2 separate regions of the Cyprinus carpio genome follow, and region 1 is linked to region 2. The links are chromatin contacts, called in public Hi-C maps. All regions are on one chromosome and are shown on one strand. Each heading gives the region's core, a stretch centred on a gene start, on an enhancer-like site or on the middle of the called end of the contact. The rest is flanking DNA. Distances are from core to core; before and after follow the strand shown. Region 1 has its middle 16 kb from the start of LOC122136581. Region 2 holds the start of nfe2l1a (endoplasmic reticulum membrane sensor NFE2L1a).

Region 1 (5,050 bases), core at 848-3,347, 44 kb after region 2:
GTATTAATTTCTTTCAAAAATAAAAAATTGAACAGTTTACATATGTCAATGTTAAAGATGATTTGAAATCAAATTAAAGCATGAATTAATGAAGTAGCACTCCAGTACTCCAAATTAACTAGACTGAAAATGACTTATGGAATGTATTTCACATTATTGTGCATATTGTTTTGCTTTATTATATCATTATATCTTGTCTAATTTGTCAGTATTAAAATCAGTGGATTTCAGTAACTTCCTCATATTTTAAGGTCACAAGTAATACAAATATTGAATTTGTACAACATTGTAAAGCATCTTACTCATTTTCAAAAGGCATACTTACTGTACATAAACAACAGAAATCAAACTCTAGCAATAATACTGTGGCAGGCAAAGTTACACATTCATAACCTATTTGTCAGGCAGGGTAAAGAGAATAGTTTCAATTCTGTCAGTGTTTCCTGAAATGTTCATGCATTTCTTGTTGATACTGTCCAGCTTTCTGCATCATTGCAGCAGTTGACACTCATAACCATGCAACCTACAATTTTACTGAATCCATCACAACTGTTGATCTGTATATAGGGACTCAAGACGCAAGAGGGATCTGCAGTGATGACAAAACCACAGCCTGGCTCACGTGGAGATAGGAAATCAGCCTGATATAAAAATCAGTAAGTATCAAGTTCAAGTTAAAATGTATTTTATTTATATAGCACAATTAAAACAGTGACAGCTGACCAGTGTGCTTTACAGCATCAACTAAAAGAATAAAGAGGTAAAAAGATAAAATCACAGACTATATATATATATATATATATATATATATATTTATATATATATATATATATATATATATATATATATATATATCAAAAAAAAAAAAAAAAAAAAATAGAAACCAACAGAAATCAAGTGCAATTTAAACATCAGGGGACATTAAAAGCAATGGAAAATGTGTTTTAAAAGTAAAGATCTGTAATGTAATATGGGCTGGAAGACTGTTCCAGAGTTTAGTGCCCACAACGGCAAAGGAACGTTCTCCTTTTTGTTTTATTTTAGCTCTGAGCACAATAAGAAAGTCAGAAAGTCTGCAATAGTTTATTAAACTATATATATATATATATATATATATATATATATAAAAACATATATATATATATATATATATATATATATATATATAAACATATTTGATACATCAGGAATCTAAAATATGTAATTTGGTGTGGATGTTGTTATTTATATGACCAAAAAAAGTAAGCTAAAATTCTGAGCTTGTAATGTAAATCCGTATGATCAAAATGACATTTAAATGTTACTAGTTGTGTAGTTTATGTATATGTAATGTGATGCTACAATAATGACAATTATAAAAGACGAGTGTATCATATTTGATTATTTTTTTGTGTGATTCTACTCAAATATTAGGCCTATGTCTGGATAATCAAGTAAAGCTAAGTTGCTTCAGTCCAGTAAACTGTTTTTGTGGACAACGGGGAGTCAAAAATGCTGAGAACCACTGTTTGGCTACTTTTCTTTCTCTCTTGCCCCCTTGTGTCGGGAATAATGTCGTCAAACTGGTGAAAAGTTGTGTTATTTTGCCATCTACCGGTAGAAAACCAAACAGCTCATTTACTGAACACAACCGTGAAAGTACATGTGCCCTCTCAGCTTCGAAGAAACACGAGGTAACGCAAAAACACACAAACCATGGTTTGACGACGCACGTGAGGTTCAAGTTATGCTACATGGACAACATTAAACAATGAATTTGATGATATTTATACACTTAGCGTCAGGTTTCTCTCGAAATAAGATGCTTTCTTGTAAACGTGGCGTCTTTGTACATTATATGGCACTTTATTGTAATGAGATGATTTCAAATAGTGGACAGGGAAAAAAATGAAATATTTTAGCGGTACATGCTTCTGATTTCCACAAACTCTTGGAATGGATTATTCCCTGATGCAGAGTCGGCTAACGTTGAGTTATCTGCACTGTCTGTTGGGGAAATAAAAATCGATACACCATCATCGAGGCAGAGGAATGTAATCCCGCCTAGAGCATCTGCTTGTCAGATGTGTCCATACAGCCGTTCATAGCGTGAAATAGAAAACCCCTCCTGCCTGTCCACCGCGGCCAGCTTTATTTACCGCTGAGGCGGAGAGTGGCAGCTGCAGTACCTCTCTCGCCGCCAGATGGCGCCTGAGAGTAACTCTGGCCTTTTAGTCAAATGTAGCGTTTTATGGCTTTGTTAAAGAGGAGTGAACGCAGTATAAAGAAGTGCTGGGAATTTGGAGTTTTTTTTTTTTTTTTTTTTTTTTTTTTTTAACACATATATGTGATATTTAACATAACATTTTTCTAAATTATTTGCAGTTATTGAATATACTGTTTTTAATGAACTTAAAATGTTTGGGAATTGTGTAGGCCTACAGTATTTCTAAACACTTGTCACCGCATGATTTGTTTAATTAACTAGTGAAAGCAAAAAGATGATTCAAATTTTTGTAAAATCTAAAATATACACTTGTGCTTATGTAATAAAATACTAATGCCCGTTCAGTCATATGTTTTTCAAAAATACATTTGAAATCTAAATGACATCTAAAAGTATTTTTGTACACATCTATAATTCAGACAAACGTTTTTTTCTTCTTCAATGAATATATTAAATTCTCATTTAAATCATTTAAATTAAATCTCAATAACAGGAATATTTTCCAATTCTTGTAATATTCTTAATGTTGTCAAATATATTAGACAAATCTTCAAGTTTGTGATTTTAATTTTTATAAATAAGTAGGCTAATTAAGTCGAAAAGGAAAAATCACATATTTTGACCTTTTTATGAAAAGGCTTTAATTAGATGGAGTAAAATGCCTTTATTCATGATTAAAAAAACAAAACAACAACAACAACAAGAAAAAAACACCTAGGCACAAGGATAGCATTTTGGTACTTAACTTTATCATCCAAGACATTCTTATTTATCACAAAACCCTGTAGATTAAAACCTAAAATCTTGATTTTTAATATTAAAGGTCATCGATATATTTGCAGAATATTAGCAAAGTGTAAATTTCGCTAAATCTTTCTTGCCTTGAATTTATGACATAAATATAAAATTTATTGCATATAGAACAAGTATGCCTTTGTATTTAAACATTCTTGTTTATTTACTTGTGAATTAAGTGTTTGTTTGTTTTTTTGTAATATATATAAAATCGTACCTTTATTCATTAATGCTCTCATATTTTTTTCAACAAGATATGTTATTGTACCTGTAGATGAAAGGAAATGTGTGCCCAGCAGAGGGCGCCCTATCTGGGATTCCAAACTGTCACCTCCTGTGAAGAAAGCAGAAGTGTTCCCAGACACTGTAACAGATCCGTGACCTGAGAGACCTGCGTGTGGAAGGGCCGTGATAAGTGCGGCACAGAGGGAAGCAGCGTTCTTCTGTTCCGCAGAGCCTTTCATCTCAATTTAAACCATCCTCCTCATAACGTTCCACTCTTTTCTCTTCTCCATCTCGTCCTCTTGACAATATCTTCTTTTCTTTTGCTTTATTTCTGCCCCCTCACCTCTCGCTCTGTCCGTCTCGCTCTTCCTCCCGTTCTCCCGCTGTGAGCCGAGGTGTAATATATCCGTAGCCCATGTGTGCTGAAGTCTTTAACATTCTTTCTTCTGCAGAAAGCCAAAGCTGGCACTGTACTGCGCGAACACATCAAACACAACTTCTTTATCTATCGCTTTCTTGCTGCGATTCAGGGGTCAGAGGTCAGCGTTCCACTTCCCTGCTCCCGTCTTCCATCTCGAATACCTGCTTTTGTGTTTGTATTCTTGCATATTTTTCATCTGTAATGTTCTATAGGTTTTTTTTTTACTTATTTTAGATGCAGCTGTTTTGACACTGTGTTGATGTGCTTTGCAGTGACAGGACGCTGAATCACGCAGAGTATCAGAGGTTAGATCCCTCTGTCTTCCTTTAGATCTGTTTATGATTCGATAGTCTAGTTCAGAGGAGCATGTAGACAGTGAAAATCACTCATGACGGCTTCTGACGGAGATCAAAATGCCCACCGCTGCTAATGTATGAGTTTATATTTTACAGTTCTTGTTGATATAGTTCGCTTTTACAGTTATCAGTGACTGCAACCTGCTCAGGTTTGGTAATGAGAGAAAAAATATAATAATAATAAAAAAATAAAATAATCAAGTGAATTGATTTAGCCAACAATGAAACTGATTACAGCCATTCATCTCTTTTAGTCAGTATTTTCTTTATCAGTTTTAGTGGAAAACGTCTTTAAAACAGGATAAATTTACTTAAAATATACTGAGTATTTGTGTTTTTAGGATATTTAGATAGTTGTACTGGAAAATACTAATGCTAATGCTAATAATAATAATAATAATAATATACCCTAAAGAAATTGTTCAGATTATTAAAGTGTTTGGCATACATACATTTACTTCAAGCAGATTTTCTAGAGATTTAAGGTTTTCAGAGAATATAGCTCGAATTGTTTTATTTTATTATATATATTTTAGAATCACAGAAATTCTATACGAATATCCTAAATATCTTTTTGAGGTAATTATATATATGCTTTCTGAAAAACAATAGAAAAATACTGTTTATTTGCTGTGTTCACTATTCACAGATTTACTCAAAGCAGTGTTTTTTTTATCTGTAATTAAAAAGAACAAGTCTAAAAATAACTTTTCATTATATTGGAATATTGATGTTGCTGATTTAAAAAATTGATTTCCTTAGTCTTCATATCTTAAAACTTAAAATCCATTTTGAGAATAATAGTATTTAGGTATTTGTCTGCAGTACAAAATATAACAATGCTAAATAATCTGAATTAATGCAGTAATCTTACCATGAAATATCCATAAACATTTAACTGAAATGGGCATTACACTATCTTGATATTTATTATTTAATTTACTCAGAGTTAGCTTTTTTACTGTTAGCTGATTACTTGCATAACTTCAATTATGTCTTTATGTTTGCTTTGCCAAAAGAAAGCACTCTGTTTCCAAACCTTCTTAA
Region 2 (5,211 bases), core at 2,165-4,664:
TCTGAAGAGCTTGAGTTGGAACATACAGCAGCCGATCAGGTCTACTCACTACAAGCAATACATTTGGCAGCATATTGATTAGTAAAAAGCAACATACAATAAGAGCTATTAAATAATGAACTTACTGTCAGCTTTATGTGTTTTGTTGAAGACATTCAGTTCGAAATTCTTCTGCTCTTTCATCGAGGGATAGAGTTCTGGATCATAGTACTAAAATAGCACAGGCATCATTTGTTATAGTACATGACTATGTAATGTCTATGCATAATGCTTAACTCATATTTCCACTTTTTCATGTCTGCACATGTTTGTTGTTTCTTCATTAAATGACTAAGTGAAAGAGGAGATCCTCCGAAGTTCATTTCCAACAGTGTTTTAACCAACATGCTTGTAATTTTCTAAGATTTTTCGAAATAAATGTCTTTTTTTTAATTCCAGATTGTCTGGTGAAAGTTTAATTAGTGATGAAGCTAAACCCTGCCAGAATTCAGATTTCTATAGAAGCATGATTTTGCACCTCAATCGATATAAAGCGTTGATTATAAAGCAGCATTAAAGTTCATTTAACATTTGTTGAAAGTCATAGAATTTCAATGAATAAAAATTGAAATGTTTTTCTTTGAGATGAAGTTCCTTCATTTCTCTTTCTAGATATGTAATTTGATTCGATCTCTGTTCTCTTCCATATATCACTGAATGGCTAATGTGCCAATGGTTTAACAATTGCATTGTTTTTGAAAATAACCCAAATGTCTAAAGTGCAAGAATATTTTCATCTTCTGTGACAAGAATTAATATTTTAAAAGGGTACATTTTTAAGATTTTTTTGGAGTGTTTTATTTCCATCGTTGTCTAAGATGAAAACAGCCTTCACAGTGTAGAGCGAGGGTTCCTGGTTGAAAATAAATCAACGTTATTTTCAAACATTCAACATTACATTTTTTTTTTTTTTTTTGCATATCTCAGATGTCATAAATAGCCTACACCCTTGAAATGATACAGTTACATGATACAGACAGGAAAATACTATAAAAAGAGAAAGTTGTTGGCTCTCAAATGACTGTGTCCGTCCGGGCCAAAGTTCTGTCATGCACTGACTACCACTGATTCAAAGTCTGAGTGTATCACAGAACTTGAGCCAGGCGAACAGAAGGAGAAAACTATCATCTGATCATCTTTTCAGACCATCTGCTTGGAATACGAGAGAATCCTGTCTCGATGTGGACCTTCGGGGCCCAGTAACAAAACTCTGTTATCTATTTCACGGTAACACTTTGCACTGCAAATCCATCTATTGAAAGTGTTACCAATGAACCTTTCACTCATATAAACTGTTATACGTAACAATAAAATATGCAGCATATCTTCATCCAAGGTAACTTCCATGAAAGGGTTCCTTTTGTGTGCCTTAAGATTATGTGTAAACAGTGCAAAGCCTTGTATTTTTCACAAGGATAGTAATGCATGGATTTTCTGTAAAACTTACTACACTGTTAGCATCACCTTTTTAAATACAAATTAAAAAAATAGATTCCAATATAGTCTTTTCAGTACTTGAGATGACACAATACAGTGTATTAAATTTTAAAAAGCATAATGTATATATGTGTATATATATGTGAATATAGAAAGTCATTCCTCGTCTTAAATAGTGTTTAAAATCTTAAAGAAATCATAAAACAAAAGCTATAAAAAGCACTTATTTCACAGTCTAACGCCGCCAAACAGAGGTGCCGCTATTTTTCTACAGCTACAGTATTAATTATTTGCAGTATGTACTGATGTTGTCCATATAGGGCAACTCATAAGAGTATTAAAACATCCATGGCAAGCAATATCCCTGATCTCCTCCAAGTGTCCACCTGTGGAATCCATCACGCGCTCCGCTCCTGCAGAGACGCGTCGAGGACGTGGCATCCACGTCCCACTCGGAAAACCCATATCTCCCACGAGCAGACGGAAAAAAACTTTCAGAACACACTGACCACAAGTGGAAAATGATTATAAACAAACCCGTAGTGCACGAGAAGCGAGATCACATCACAAAGGCACTACAATATATGATCCGTTTATAATCGAAAATAATATTAATAATAATGTTATGGCTTGCTCCCATACATTTTCATTCGCTCGCAAAGAGAAACCGGATCGGTTTCTGGCAACAACAATTTCGTTGATAATAACAGACACGACATATTTCCAGTAGTTCATAACTGTTTAGTTTCATAAAATATTGTTCCAACTTAGCAGGCGAAGGCTTAGAATAAAGAGTAAACAGCTGCTGTCGAACATATTTTTCTATTGAGTCAAACACAAAAACTGCGTACAAGCTACCACAGCCAGTCGATCTACTATTTCAACGTTTACAATGAGTAAAGGAATTAAAAACAGCGATTAAATGGCACACATATCCTACCAGAGCCGCGGAGTCCATGGTGGTAGCACAGTGTTGACGTGGACAGCTTTGAGCTGTCATTACAGTAGCGCTCCTAAAGCCCTCTGACTCACAGGGGGCGTGTCTGCAACTACAGCCCTCGAGCCGCCATGTTGGCTCAAACCCACCATAGCGTTCTGCGTCAGCAGCGCTGCTGTACAGGAGCCACAATGGCGGCTTCCATCGCATGCTCGCTTACGCTCTGCTGCTCGTCTTGAGAATTCAATTTTGGGCGTCATATTGTTTGCTCTAATGAGTAACTCGTTTCACAAGTAAGTTTCATTACGCAATGATATGCAATGAATAGATAATGAACGGCTGCTGTAAGCAACTGAATTATGTAACGTCACTTCTTACCAGCGCGACAGGGGGCAGCAAAGCTGAAAAGGTTCAGGGATCAGGGGCGAAGCTTGCTTAACACAACTTACTGTAAATACACTCATTAAAATGTCACATAATAATAATAATAATAATAATAATAATAATAATAATAATAATAATCTGAAAATAATTTCCTCCTGTCTCCTTAATTAAATTGTTAACCCAAAATTACAAAAATAAATAAATAAATAAAATAATTTACTCACCCTTAAGTTCTTCCAAACCTGCACGAGTTTCTTTTGAAGAATGATGATAACTAAACAGTTAACGGTAGCCAATGACTTCCACAGTATGACAAAACTGTGAATGGCTACCATTAAAGGGATAGTTCACCCAAAATGACAATTCTGTAATTACTCACGCTCATATCTTTCCAAACCCGTAAGTTCTTCGTTCATCTTCGGATCACAAGTTTTGCGGGTCTTATGGGTTTGGAACAACATGCATGCAATAACAAAATTTTAATTTCTAGGTGAACTATCCCTTTAACATTTTGCTTACTAACATTCTTCAAAATATATTCTCTTGCTTTCAACAGAAGAAATAAACTTATACAGGATTGGAACAAGTATTTTTGGGTCAACTGTCCCTTTAAATATCACCGCACATTGCATAATTTGCCATCGTCCAGTAGCTATCTGTAGCCTATATGCACTCTGTAGATAACAAAATAGTTCGGAGTAGGTATCATTTTATTCTTGTCAGTTATTCCGTGGCCGAAGATAAACACGAAAGCTCTAGAAAACACATCTGATGTGTTATTGGGAAAATCTGCAATCTCTTCCAAACACTGACTCCAGCCGAAAGTCTCATGACGTGACGTCCTGCGGGGAGGAGACCAACACTTTCCACCGCTCTCTTCTGCAGTATAAATACACTCGCGCGCTGTTACAGAGCATGTGAAGCTGTGATTCAGCATCAGATCGTCTGTCCAGTGACTGCGAGACCTCTCATCCGCAAACCAGGTAATGTTTCATCATCCACAGCATTTATAAATATAAACATCAGATACTGTGAACACAGATAGCATATTCGAGCTGTTATGAATCTAATAGCTCTCTATATCCTGTTCAGTTGAAAAGATTTATCCCTTAAAAATGTTCAAGGCAACCTAAGTTGTAGTTTATCAGTGTAACGTTAACTGTAAATGTGTGTGTGAGGGGTGTGTGTGTGAGTGAGGGGTGTGTGTGTGCGTGTGCGCGTTTGGGGTAACATTACATTTTTTTCTTAAGAAACCCCAACTCTAGCCGTCCTGACACACTAGTGTTTATTTCATGAGAAACTTTTTGGTTACGCTTTGGGGTGACTTGGAAAGAAAGTGGGTCAGCGGGAGTGTCACGCGTTGATGATTGCGGTTTATGATCTTGAGTGTTGTGTTCAAGATAACAGAACGTTCTAGAAGATTCGCGTGTCCACCGTACAATTGTGCATTTAGGCTATGTTTGAAATTTTGACAGCTGGAACGCTGTATTGACCAATCAGAAACCAGCAACTCGATAATGCGTTTAATACTTAGTATAATTATTATGCAATGATGTTTCGCGCTTTTAAACTTAAGAAACCTGGTGTAGAACGAATTTTAACTTAGAAAATTGTTAGTTAACTACTGTTAATTACAAAAAGCAGCAAGTAGCCTATCACCGAATTAAACATGCAATTTTGAAGTAGACTTGAATATTATTTTCTTGCAAAACATAATACAGTAATATTTGTTTTATTTACTTCGGAAAATATTATAGTGTACAGTAAACAATTGTACTTCTCATTAGCCTTTATAACTAAAATATGATTTCCATTTACAAACATTCTAAGTGTTTTATCACTCTCTCTCTCTCTCTCTCTCTCTCTCTCTCTCTCTCTTTAAATAAAAGCATTATATGCTAGGCCACATTAACTGAGAATGTGTGAAACTTACATTCTTATATCATTCTTCTCTTCTGTTTCAGGATTTTGTGTGAAATATTTACTAAAAAATAAAAAACTAAAGTTTTCTTCATGGAGAAAGTTTTGAAATTCTAAAGCTGGAAACACCGACACAAACACGCTCATACTCTATTTGAGACTGACTTGGCTCATTCTTTGCTCTTGGCACTGGTTTGGGCCATGCCGGACCTAAAGAAGTACCTCACAGAGGGCCTGATCCAAGTAGATATTCTTCTCAGTCTGGCTGGGATGCGTGTGGACGTGGATCCCTACCTGCCCCCTTTTAGCGAAATCATTCTGGGCCCAAATTCAGCTCTAACTCGGACTCAATTCCATAATCTTGGAAACATCCTGGATGGATATAACCTGCACCCTAAAAGTGCAGATCTGGATGGGTTCTTCACAGCTCGCAGGCTTCTGAATTGGGTTCGCTCCCTAGACCGCCTGCAGGTGCCAGCGGCGGAGCTTGAAGC

The links. Hi-C and Micro-C count contacts between places; a contact is called where the count stands out from the background.
Region 1: a contact with region 2 is called in a Hi-C map of skeletal muscle, with 4 times the contacts expected there. The contact joins the enhancer-like site here to the promoter of nfe2l1a in region 2. A contact is called at or near these places in 7 of 8 Hi-C or Micro-C datasets (liver, red blood cells and skeletal muscle).

What each region holds. Positions count from the first base shown.
Region 1 is chrB3:30,174,229-30,179,278 of ASM1834038v1, forward strand. No RefSeq gene overlaps it. Among protein-coding and RNA genes, the nearest start is that of LOC122136581, 16 kb to the left of the region's middle. Within about 2 kb of position 2,098, at least 3 of the 8 cell types and tissues checked have an H3K27ac peak or open chromatin away from gene starts, as enhancers often do. A contact at or near this core is called in skeletal muscle, where this site is marked.
Region 2 is chrB3:30,129,024-30,134,234 of ASM1834038v1, forward strand. nfe2l1a (endoplasmic reticulum membrane sensor NFE2L1a) reads left to right here and starts at 3,415. Exons shown (of 6, transcript XM_042720715.1): 1 at 3,415-3,780; 2 at 4,762-5,211. The coding sequence starts at 4,919. It overlaps LOC109063182 (coatomer subunit zeta-1-like), which reads right to left and starts at 2,534. Exons shown (of 10, transcript XM_042720713.1): 1 at 2,417-2,534; 2 at 812-892; 3 at 126-210. The coding sequence starts at 2,476.